2 separate regions of the Mus musculus genome follow, and region 1 is linked to region 2. A link is a contact called in public promoter capture Hi-C data. All regions are on one chromosome and are shown on one strand. Each heading gives the region's core, a stretch centred on a gene start, on an enhancer-like site or on the middle of the called end of the contact. The rest is flanking DNA. Distances are from core to core; before and after follow the strand shown. Region 1 holds the start of Fam90a1b (family with sequence similarity 90, member A1B). Region 2 holds the start of Pdk3 (pyruvate dehydrogenase kinase, isoenzyme 3).

Evidence for each region. Promoter capture Hi-C pulls out the DNA fragments that hold promoters and counts their contacts.
Region 1: a contact with region 2 is called in a promoter capture Hi-C map of erythroid cells, with 2.3 times the contacts expected there. The contact joins the promoter of Fam90a1b here to the promoter of Pdk3 in region 2.

Annotation. Positions count from the first base shown.
Region 1 is chrX:94,363,037-94,368,844 of GRCm38.p6, reverse strand. It overlaps Fam90a1b (family with sequence similarity 90, member A1B), which reads left to right and starts at 2,068. Exons shown (of 10, transcript NM_001362881.1): 1 at 2,068-2,214; 2 at 3,102-3,186; 3 at 4,255-4,390. The coding sequence starts at 4,275. It overlaps Apoo (apolipoprotein O), which reads right to left and starts at 1,735. Exons shown (of 9, transcript NM_026673.4): 1 at 1,683-1,735. The coding sequence starts at 1,691.
Region 2 is chrX:93,830,114-93,835,615 of GRCm38.p6, reverse strand. It overlaps Pdk3 (pyruvate dehydrogenase kinase, isoenzyme 3), which reads left to right and starts at 3,466. Exons shown (of 12, transcript NM_145630.3): 1 at 3,466-3,769. The coding sequence starts at 3,664.

The DNA.
Region 1 (5,808 bases), core at 819-3,318, 530 kb before region 2:
GTCCATCAATAAATTAAATGTATCAGGATCATGAAAGATTTTCAAAGAGCCAAAGTCAGTGCACACTTGCACAAACTTATCTGAACATACCCGACATGGGCATTGTTGGCTGCAGATCCAGTTTCCATTACACCTTTTCATGAAGCCATTCCTTTTCCCTGTGCTTACGCAGTGGTCCTGTTAGCCTAAGCTAACCAGAGACTAGCATTCCCTGGCAACTGCAATGAGGCTAGTGACAGACACCTGACCCATACTGGTCCAATCAGACCTGAAGAAAAAACATACTCCAAGCTTGGGAGTTTTATCCTCTCCTCTTCCCCTAGTGAATAAGAAAGTACTGTTATGTCAGTCATCTTGAAACCATAAGGAAGACCAACAATGCCATAGTAAATGCCATAGTAAACCCTGATGGCATTGCTGAGCCAACAAATCTATGAGTTCAGTGTCCATCCTTCCTCTGCATTTAGTGACATAATTCCCCTCAGTATTTAACAGTTAGACTTTATTACCCTAATTTCACAATGGGGGGGGGGGGGAACAGGCAGTTAAGTGGAGTTAAGTGACATGTCCATTATCATATAGCTAGTAACTGACAATACCACAGCACTGGAAGGCAGAAGCCATGGTCTCATTTTGCAGCCCTTACTATTGTGCCTCAAACACCCACCGCAGCTGCAAGAAACTTTGAAATGAGGAGCACAAGTCTGAAATTTCATTAGCACCATTCTGTAAATATTGTGTTTCTTGAGACTTGATTTTGTAGATTTCTGGCTGCCTGTGGCTATTTTTTAAGACAGAAACTTTATGTAACACTGGTTGTCCTGGAAATCGCTACGTAAACCAGGCTATCCTCGAACTCATCTTCATGAATTTATCCACTGCCTCTGCCTCCTGAGTGCTGGGATTAAAGGTGTGCACAGCCTGTGGGGTTTTTTTAATGACAAAATATATTTGCCGTTTAAGAAAGAATAATTTATGCTAAAATACAGGTTTTTGAAAGTCTTCACTGTAAATGTCCATCTTATGGAGGACAGTTCGAAAAAACTGTAAGAGGGGAGAAGAGTCGACTTCATACTAATGCTCACTGGGCAGTAAAGCTCCAGCTACATACACACACACACACACACACACACACACACACACACAGAGAGAGAGAGGGGGGGAGGGGGAGGGAGGGGGAGGGAGGGGAAGGGAGGGAGAGAGGGGGGGATGAGGGGGAGAGAGAGAGAGACCCCCCCGCCCCGCCCCAAGCCAGCATCCCCGACATCCTCCGAAGCTGACCCTCCCCCACCCACGGGCCAGGTTCTGAAACTTGATCCTGCCAAGCAACCAAAGCCACAAACCCTGCAGCGCCCAGACCTGGCTTCATCCTCCCCACAACCCCAAAAGGGCATTAGCCGAGGAGGTGGGCACGATAGAGGCGTTTTAACTTTTCAAAGTGTTTCATTCGCGAGAGAGCTCAAAGGGCCGATCCCACCAATCTAGGGTTTCACTCCACAACCTCACAGGTGCTGGTACCGAGTGCTGAATGAACCGCCGCCAAGCCAGAATTTAGCCCGGAGGTGAAAAAGGCCTCAGGAGGAACCGAGTCTGGTCCCCAAAAAGACGCCCGGGAGCGTGGGGAGGGCTCCTGGAGGCTGAGAGGGGACAATGACAGCTGTGACCCGGCTCCACATTCTCACCTTGAACATGTCGCTGGCAGCCGCGGCTCCGGCAGGGTCACCCCTCCCTTGGCCCCTCCCACTATAAAAAAGGCAACTACGGTGGCCGGGTTAGATCCTGATTCCCTTGACCACGAGCGAGCACGAGATGATGCTGTGACGCCAGCTTAACCCGCCAAAAGCTCGGCCTGCGCCGCTAGGTGGCGTGTCGCGTTGCTTAGCAACCGAGAGGCGCGCGCGGGAACCTAACAAATTCAAACCCCGCCTCCTAGACAGTCCTGCCTCCTTGCAGGCTGTTGCTAGGCGGCAAAAGGCTGCAGGTCCGTGTGGGCGGCCGCACGCTGTGGTGAGAAGAAGGCGGTTCTCTGGCTCCCTGCCGCGCCGGGGACTGGCTTTCGCCTCCACTGCCAGGCTCCGGCTGCGAGGGTTGAGAATCCTGCACGCTGAGGCAGCCAGGCGGTGGCGCCCGACGGACGAGGGTAAACTGCACCAGTCTCTTAGGGAGAAGCAGCGGATCGACCCGACCTTGGGGCATCGATTTACCTCATAAAAGGTTTTTCCCTTAAAGAATTTACCTTGCGCTGAACGGTCCTTAAGTTTTACGTTTAAACTAAATGTAACATGTCGCTTACTTGTGAAAAAATGACCGGTACCGGTGTTTTTCTTTTTAAAGTACTAAAGTGTAAATCTGACAATCAAATATTGGTCCCATTTAATACTTGTAGACGTAAAATGGCAGTATTTGGCTATTTGCGAGAAAAACTGGCGTTGTCGCTGGTTTAATAATTTCATTTTTTCCACCCAAGTCTATGGGCACAATTGTCACGGCCGAGCGTCCAAGGCTGTGAAAAATCTAAGGCTAGGATTCAACTCCAGGTAGGCTGCCTCTTGAAATCTCAGCGCTAGCCTCAGGGAACACTAGCGGGTCCGATAAAGACGGCGTATTTCATATTTCGTTTCTGTCCTAATTCGACAGAAAATGGAAGAAGCCCTGTGGGCGGGCGTCCTGGAGATGCGGAGATTTTTTCAGTGTAAGGTCACTTGTCCTTTTACCCAGAGACTGATTGGGACACACCTGTCCTTAAGGAAATTAGGGGGGTTTTTATTCGCTGAGGGAGAGAGAGAGAGAGAGAGAGAGAGAGAGAGAGAGAGAGAGAGAGAGAGAGAGAGAGAGAGAGAGAGAGAGAGAAGGAAAAGGCGCGCCGCGCGTCTGGGACAAGCTGGAGCGCTTCGGTAAGAAGTTAGGTTTGTCGTAGTATGTAGTATCGGAGCTTTAGTTCAGTGATTTGTGGTCAAAGTTTTTTGGTTTTTTTTTTTTTTTTTAAAGCGGGACTTTGCGGTGTTCGAAAGTTTCAGGGAGGAGAAAGCCCTAGAGCTCAGCCTACTGCCGGACCAACTTCCAAATGTTACGAGCGGCTTTTTTTTCCCCCTTCTCAACAGAATTGTGTGTTCCGAGCCATCTCCATCTCCAGACCCTGAGGAGAAATACTGAATAGACTCGGAAGGCTCTGTCTGCATCAGTAAGGTAACATCTTAGAAGTGGGAAGCATGGTGATGATAAGTTACAGCCAAAGCGCTTGCTTAATGCCAGGAGTTGCGGGGGTATGTGAACTAGGAAAAGAAGGAAATGACAATTTCACCTTCACTAAACTCTAACTGAACTTTAGCATTTAAGTACGGTGTAGGCAACAAACCTTAGTATTAGCAGTACTTGCGAGTGTCGCCAATAGAAAGCAGGTATTTTCAAACCATTTACAGTCACAGCAGCTAACTAAAAATATCACTTATGCTCATTACTACAAAAGTACAATCGTTATTAAATTTTTATTTTATGCATAAAGAAGACACGTGTTACTGAAATTTCCTTTTAAAAGGTATTTTGAAGATATGAGTAAGAATTTGGGGAGCTTCATCCAGACGGGAATGTAATACTTAAAAGAGTAAAAACTTTTTGGTAGAATCAGTAATCTCTTACGTACTGATCAAAACACCAAAGGGGGACGGAACCACGGAGAGGTTAAGCAATTTGATTAGTCTCACAAGTGTTCAGTAAAAAATGGACCAAAAAAAAATCTTTAGAAAATGTGTAAAATTCTCCACTCAGAAAAATATCCCCTGCCAGTAAGGAGTTTGTGAGGAAAATGACCAATCCTGAATTATTGCTCCAAAAAGCTAACTTCAAGAGCCAGGTGTGGTGGTGATCATCTGTAATCCCAGTGTACATGGGGTGTTGGGGCAGGAGGTTTAGCTTCAAGCTACTGTCTGCTACAGATTGAATTTGAGACCAGCCTAAGCTACGTGGGACCCTGTGTCCCAAAAAGACAAGTTAACTTCAGTGCTACAGTGACTAGAAGGAGAAAGATGGGCAAAAGGGAGACGGATTAGGAGGTTATGGAGAGGTCCAGTCTTTCTGACATAGCATGTGGTATTTCAGTATGGAAAGGGTACAAACTGGACACAACACTAAAAGCACACTGCTTTCTTCTTAAAGGGATTCAAAACTTTACACAACAATCATAGGACATTTGAGTCTAGTCCAAATATAAGAACGTGAGGATTATAACCTTAAAAGCTTAATGTTATGTGTGTTCAGATTATTTCTTTGTAGGGAAAATGGAAAAGTCCTCAAATACAACAGGTTCTGGTGGTCCAAAATCAGATAGTCAGCTCCCAGAAAAGCTCCGCAGGACATTCTCTGCTCGTGCTGCAAAGATAAAGGCAAGAAAAGCGTAAGAAGCCATCCTTTTGCCTTCTGTTGTAATTCCACAACTAGACAAATAACGAACTTACCCACCTTCTTTGTTTATTTGTTTGTTTTGGTTTTTTTGTGTTGTTTGTGTGTTTGTTTTCTTAATGTGTAAATTAAAATTGAGGGGTTTTTTCTTTTTTTCTTATTTATTTACTTCCCAAACGCTACCTCCCCCTCCTGGTCCCCCCATCCCAGAGCCCCTTCTCCCATTCCCCCTCCCCTTCTCCTCTGAGAGGGTGGGCCCCACCCAGGGTTTCTCTCCACCCTGGAGCATCAAGTCTCTGCAGGGTTAGGCTCACTCTCTCCCACTGAGGCTGGATCAAGGCAGCCCTCAGTCTCTGAGAGGCCTGAGGGTACAGGCATCTTAACTCTGTTGGTCTTCCTGTGGAATTCCTATCCCCCTTCAGGGCCTTTAAACCTTCACCCAACTCACCCACAAGAATCCCTGACCTCTGTCTGTTTCGGTCAGCTGCTCTCAGAAGACAGTTATGCTAAGTTCCTGTCGATCCATAAGCATGCTTTCCCAAATTTTGGTATTTTTTTAATTACCTTTGAGTTGAATATTATGACCTTAGAATTTTGTAACTTATTAAAGCATGTTAACACATCTACTTGCTAATACTACAACCTTCTTAAGCAGTTTTATTATTACACATTATAAGTGAGAAAGAAGGGCTGGAGAAATGGCTTGGTGATTAGGAGCTACTTCCTAAGGACCACAGTTCTGTTTTCAGGACCCGTGTTAGGTGGTTCACAACCTCCTGATTCCAGCTCCACAGGATGCAGCACTCCTGGCCTCTGCGGGAACCCGCACTCATACACACATACCCATATGCAGGCACACACATACACATAATTAGAATATTTTTTAAATATGTTTTTAAAAGCAACTGAGAAGTTACGTGACTTACAGAAAGGTAAACCAGATAATAAGTCCCTATCAGCTAAAATTCAAAAGGTTTACTCCTGAAGTTTGGGGGATTTGAGGGGTGTTGTTGTTTGATTGTTTGTTTGTTTGTTGTTTTTGTTTTGTTTTTGAGACAGAGTGTCTCTTTTTGTGTCCCTGGCCAGCCTGGAACTGACAGAGATTTGCTTGCCTCCGTTTTAGGTACCGGGACTAAAGGCATGCACCACAATGCCTTTTCTAATTTTTTAATGTGTGTATGTTATATATGCATGTGACAACTTTGGATGTCATCTTCAGGAATGCCATTCAACTTCTTTGAGACAAACAAGCTCTCTCATTGGCCTAGAGTTTGCCAGTTAGGCTAGGCTGGCCAGCAAGCTCCAAGCATCCTTCCGCCTCTACCTCCCTAGCACTGGAATTGCAAGTACATGCCACCATGCCAGGCATTTTTATGTGAGCTCTAGAAATCAAACTCAAGTCCTCATGCTTGC
Region 2 (5,502 bases), core at 2,217-4,716:
CCTGGAAGGCTTGTATATGAATAACTTTTTGTTGCATCACAGATCATCACCAGCTTAGAAGCTGGAAACAAGGAGCATTTATGGCAACAAGCTCTGAGGATTTGGGAGCTTATCTCCCTTGGCTGAATAGTTTTGATACAGAGTCTTTTAAAAAATACAGGGGGGCTTGAATCAAGGCCTCAGGCCAGAGCTATGCAGCTTCCAGTTTATATGGTGTGAGGATCCGCTTCTAAGCTTTGAGGGGGAGGAGAGAAAGGGGTAGGTGGAGGAAGAAAAAGCAGAGAGGGAGGAGAGGGTGGGAAGGAGGGGAGGAGATGGGAGAAAGAGAAGAAGGGGTGGGGGAAGAGTGTTAGAACATGTATTCCAACTCATTTGGTCCGAAGTCCAGAATACCTTAGTGTTTAATCTAATATTTCCTTTTCTGTCCCAGAATCCCATCCAGTACATTATGTTAAGTTGTCATAGCTTTTCAGGTTTCTCGATGCTATGCCAGCATCTTTGGTTTCCCTGCTTGGGTTATTTAGTGAGACACAATAGCTTTCTAAACTAACCTCTGAATGTAATCTCATCACTTGTGACCATAATCTGTTAGGAGCTAATGCTAAAGCTAACCCACATCCAGTAGGAGGGGAATTAAGCTGTAGCTTTTGAAGACAGAAGTATAAAAGAATTTGTGGTCAAGTCCTTGGGCCCTACCTCCAAAGTGTTGGTTTTAGTAGGGCTGTAGTGGAATTCAAGAGTTTGCATTTCTAACAAGCTTCCAGGTACTGCTTCTGTGAATGAGCTAGAGATTTATCTTAGGGTTCTTTTGCTATGAAGAGACACCATGACCAAGGCAACTCTTATAAAGGAAAACATTTAATTGGGGCTGGCTTACAGTGTCAGAGGTTTAGTCCATTATCATCATGATGGGAAGCATGGCAGCATCCAGGCAGGCATGGTGCTGGAGGAGCCGAGAGTTCTACATACAGATCTACAGGCAGCAGGAAAAGACAGTGAGCCACTGAGCCTGACTTGACCATCTAAAATCTCAAAGCCCATCTCCAGTAACACACTTCCTCCAATAAAACCACACTTACTGCAAGGCCACACCTCCTAATAGTGCCACTCCCTGAGAGTCTTAAAGAGGCCATTTTCATTCAGACCACCACAAGATTTCAAGAACCACAGAGAGGCCTATATAAAACCTTATGTGCATAACAAGCTGGAAAACCTTTGAGAAGATTTAAACTCAAGAGATCTAATAATAACTACTACTGAAATCAGCTGACTTTAATTTCTAGGCTAACCATTATCATGTACAAAATAGGACCAAATGTGCCTTATATTAGGTATATTTATTTTATTTTATTGTCACAAGTAAAGGGAGAGAAGTCATACATTTTCACCTGACATTAAAATAACTGAGACACAGAAAGGCTAGTAGACTAGTCTTAGGTCACACAGCTTGCTAATGATAGGGTCAAGTTTAGAGCTGTGTCCTTTGAGTCGTGGTCCAGCACAAGTTTTCATCACACAGGCCTCTTTCACATTTCCTCGACTGTTAGGACTGTGCCACTTTTTAGGAAAGCATAAAATTAGGCATATTAATTTGAAGTAATGAAAACATCAGAATAAAAGAATTTAAAGTAGGAGTTTGTGCAGCAGGAAAGGAAATTATGAAAAAGTTGATGGGTGAGTTTGGAAGGTTCAGCAGTGCTGTGCCACATAGGTGGAAAAAGTCTCTCCCCACCAACTCTCGGGGATCTTCATCCATAACTGCTACCAGTAAAACTCCACCTGTGGGCAGCACCCAAGAAAATGAGTAGACAACCTTAGGCCACTCCTTTTTGTCTGCCCACACACTCCCAACTGCAGTCAGTGTTCTGCTGTGTTGGTAAAACTGCCCTTTCCAAAGGGTGTTGCTAAGTCTCTTTAGGCTTTGCTTCGAATGGAAAAGGCAAAGTAGCCCAGGTATGTTATGTTGTACCTAAAAATCTGGAAATGTGGGAAGAGCACAGGACGTCTCTGAAGGCACGTGCTGTTTTTCTTTCAATTCAAAGAGCAGAAGCCCAACAGTTTCATAAAGCAAAGAGGCGCTACATAGCCAAATGAAGGCATGAAACTTTCCACTAATAATCAGACCAAGAAGAACTTTTACCTTTTTTTTTTCTAGTTGAGCTTTACACATTAACAAAAATTAATGTTTTGTGGTAACAGTTAAAAGCAAGCAGTAGTTCCTATATCCACATTAGGAAATACTGATTTCATATACTGAGCCATGAATTTAAGCTCACTGTCATAGAAAGACAATCTAGCACAATGTAATATATAGATTCCTGCACCAAAGTGGTAGTAGTGGTGAAACTGAGTCAGGGTTTTGTGATGGGGAGGGGTTGTGAAAGACACTGGTCAGTGGCTCTAATTTTTTTCCCTTCGTTGTTTTTTTTTGTTTGTTTGTTTTTTGGTTTTTTTGTTGTTGTTTTTTTTTTGTTTTTTTTTTTTTTTTTTTTTTGAGACAGGGTTTCTCTGTGTAGCCCTGGCTGTCCTGGAACTCACTTTGTAGACCAGGCTGGCCTCGAACTCAGAAATCTGCCTGCCTCTGCCTCGTGAGTGCTGGGATTAAAGGTGTGTGCCACCACGTCCGGCTCAGTGGCTCTAATTTGAGCCTTTCCAATGGATGTGTATGTTTGGGCAATTAAATATTTGTTACTAATCCCGACAACTGTCTCGGGGCAAGTGGATCTAGGTTCATGGAAACCAAGTGTTAATGACCTTCGTTTGTAATGGATTCCTTCAAAGGTCTTAGTGGTGAGAGAGGCATGAAACAGTGATCTAAGGATGCTGTTATTGGCCCAGTTGGTAAAGAGGGGTCTAGGACCAGGAACCACAGCCAGTGACGTAACAATACTGTTTTGTAACAATCCTGTCCAAAGGTATTCACCCGGAGTGAAGGTGGGCAGTCAGTGAGTAGAGCTTCCGAGGACAGGTTAATTGCTAATATACTGAATCCTGTCGCGTGTAATGTTTGTGTGTGTAGGGGGAGGTGGGGGTGGGACCAGTAGCTTCCACTTAATTCTGTAATTAATTGTTGGAAGCGTAGGACCACATGGAACAACTTAAAGCTGAGGAGTCAGCAGATCTGAGGAGGGCCTTCCGGAAGAGGGGCCTCGGGTTGGGGAGGTCTAGAGCCCCTAAAAATAGCTCAGGCGTGGGCTCCCAATGGCCTTCAAGTCTCGGAGCACTTCTCAAGACTTGATCCGGGGCGGGACCTGCAGGAACGGAGCTGGCTGGTACCAGCCCGAGACCCAGGAGGTTTGTGTGCGTGTTACCGGGGCTTTAAGGAAGCTTAGGCGGCGGCGGCAGCCAATCAGCAGCGCGCGCGTGCAGCCGCGTACCCCTTAGCGCCCCTCACATCCCACGCGCGCCGCGTACGTGCGGCGGCAGATCCCGCCTTTTTCAGGCGGGGCTTGGGAAGCCGCGGGCAGCCGGCCACGGCCGCCCAACTGCTGCCCGGTACTTGTGTAGGTGTCGCGGCAGGCGAGCAGCTGCTGGCGCCAAGGCCGAGCCCCAGGTAGAGGTAAAGCCCCGCCGGCGCCGCCTCCTCCTCGCGGCTAGGCGGCGGTGACCGCCTCGGCTCCGGTCCCGGACGGCTCGGCGGATCTGCACACTGCTCTAGTGAGGATGCGGCTCTTCTACCGGCTGCTCAAGCAGCCGGTCCCCAAGCAGATCGAGCGCTACTCCCGCTTCTCCCCGTCGCCACTGTCTATCAAACAGTTCCTGGACTTCGGTAAGTCTGACTCCTTGGAGCCACCTCCAAGGCCCCACGGGAGTGAGGGAGACGCCATCCTTGTCCTGCCCGTAGTTGGGGCTCTTACTTAAGCTTCTGGGCAAATTCCGTGAGAAGCTCCGGGAGGGGTGATGGGGATGCATGCCTGAGGGCCCTCCTGGGGCATAGGTTTCGGGTTTCGGGAAGTGGAGGGGCAGGGCCTGACACCCTCACGCCCAGCTTCGTCCAAGGACCCTCATTCCACTCAGAACTCTCCAGCTATTCATTACGAGCTTCAAATCTACTTGACTCAAACCGCACTCTCCTGAAAACTTCAGAAAGAGAACTCGTAAACGTTTTTATTTTTAGGCGTTTTTAATGGTTGTGTAAGATGTGTTTAGAAACACCTTGAGGTTGAGTAAATCACGTAGTGGCGTTTTGTTCAAAATTTTCTGCTGAAAGGTGTTGGGTAGCCTTGAGTGGCAGGACCTGAACGCCATCATTATGATTCTGACTTCAAAGCAGTCAGAGTCTTGGGTAAGAGCTGACCTGTGGGCTCCTGGCTACAAAGCAGGGGTTCTAGGACAACTCCAGCCTAAGTGTGAGCACCTTTCCTTACACCCTTTTGGCAGCTGGGCTAGTACTTCATTTTACATGGATTGGGATGGGAATGGAGAGGACCCCCAATAAAGTCTGAGGCCTACTTAGATGGGAATAGGTTCTGCCACCTTCCATGAACTGATCAATTATGTTTCCCCCAGAGAATGTCATTCTAACTCCAGCAGGCCGAATGCGGTTATGAAACACCTGAAATAAAACAAATATGGAACTCAGCATCCCCCCAAGGAAACTCAAGATGACTTAGGCTCTCAAAGCCTAGATCTGTTGAATTCATATGATTTAAATGTCATGGGATGGTATCAGTTGGATATAAAAATGCAAAATAGGTACAACCTTCTGGGAGGACCAGATATGCAAAATATGGTGTTGTCTATATTTGGGGGAGCAACACAGGGGATGGAAAGAGGTACAGGTTAGAGGTTGAAGCTGATGCCAAATTAAGTTTTAGAAGCTAAGTTACCAAAGATAGATGATGAAAATCTAAGGTGAGGGTGAAGTTGGCCTTTGCATCTTAAGTTTCATTTTCAAAAGCTTTTCAGTAGTTGGACTCTACTCCCTCTGGCTATGTGTAGAATTTATGTATTTATTCTTAAACATTTTATCTATGCACGAACTTGTTTGTGTGGCCACACGTATCATGGTGTATCTGTAGGATCAGAGGGGAACTTGGGGGAGTTGGTTCTCTCCTCCTGGCATGTGGGTCCCAGAGATGAGACAGGTCCTGACTTCACAGCTTAGAATGAAAACGTTGCTATTGCTATCAATAGGCATGTTTTCCTAACTTAGGGTTAGAGATGATTGTGAACACAGGAACCTTTTGTTAGGGTAAACAGACAGATTCACTCTTAATTGAAAGAACAAACGAAATGGCTCACTCCCACCTGCAAAGTTTGTGAAAGTTTGAATAGTAAACCTGAAATTTCAGTTACTTTATTTCTATGGCAGTATCTCCCATGTTTATAGGCAAGGATGTTATTTGAATAGGGAAACTGCTGTAAGGATATTGTTATGGTGGGTAATCTTATGTGGTGAGTATCTAGAAACAAATGTTTACTCTTTTAAAGCGTTGAGGTCAGGGCTTGGGGCTTGGGGCATGGAGTCGCGGGCACCCCGAGTCCTTCCAAAGCATCATC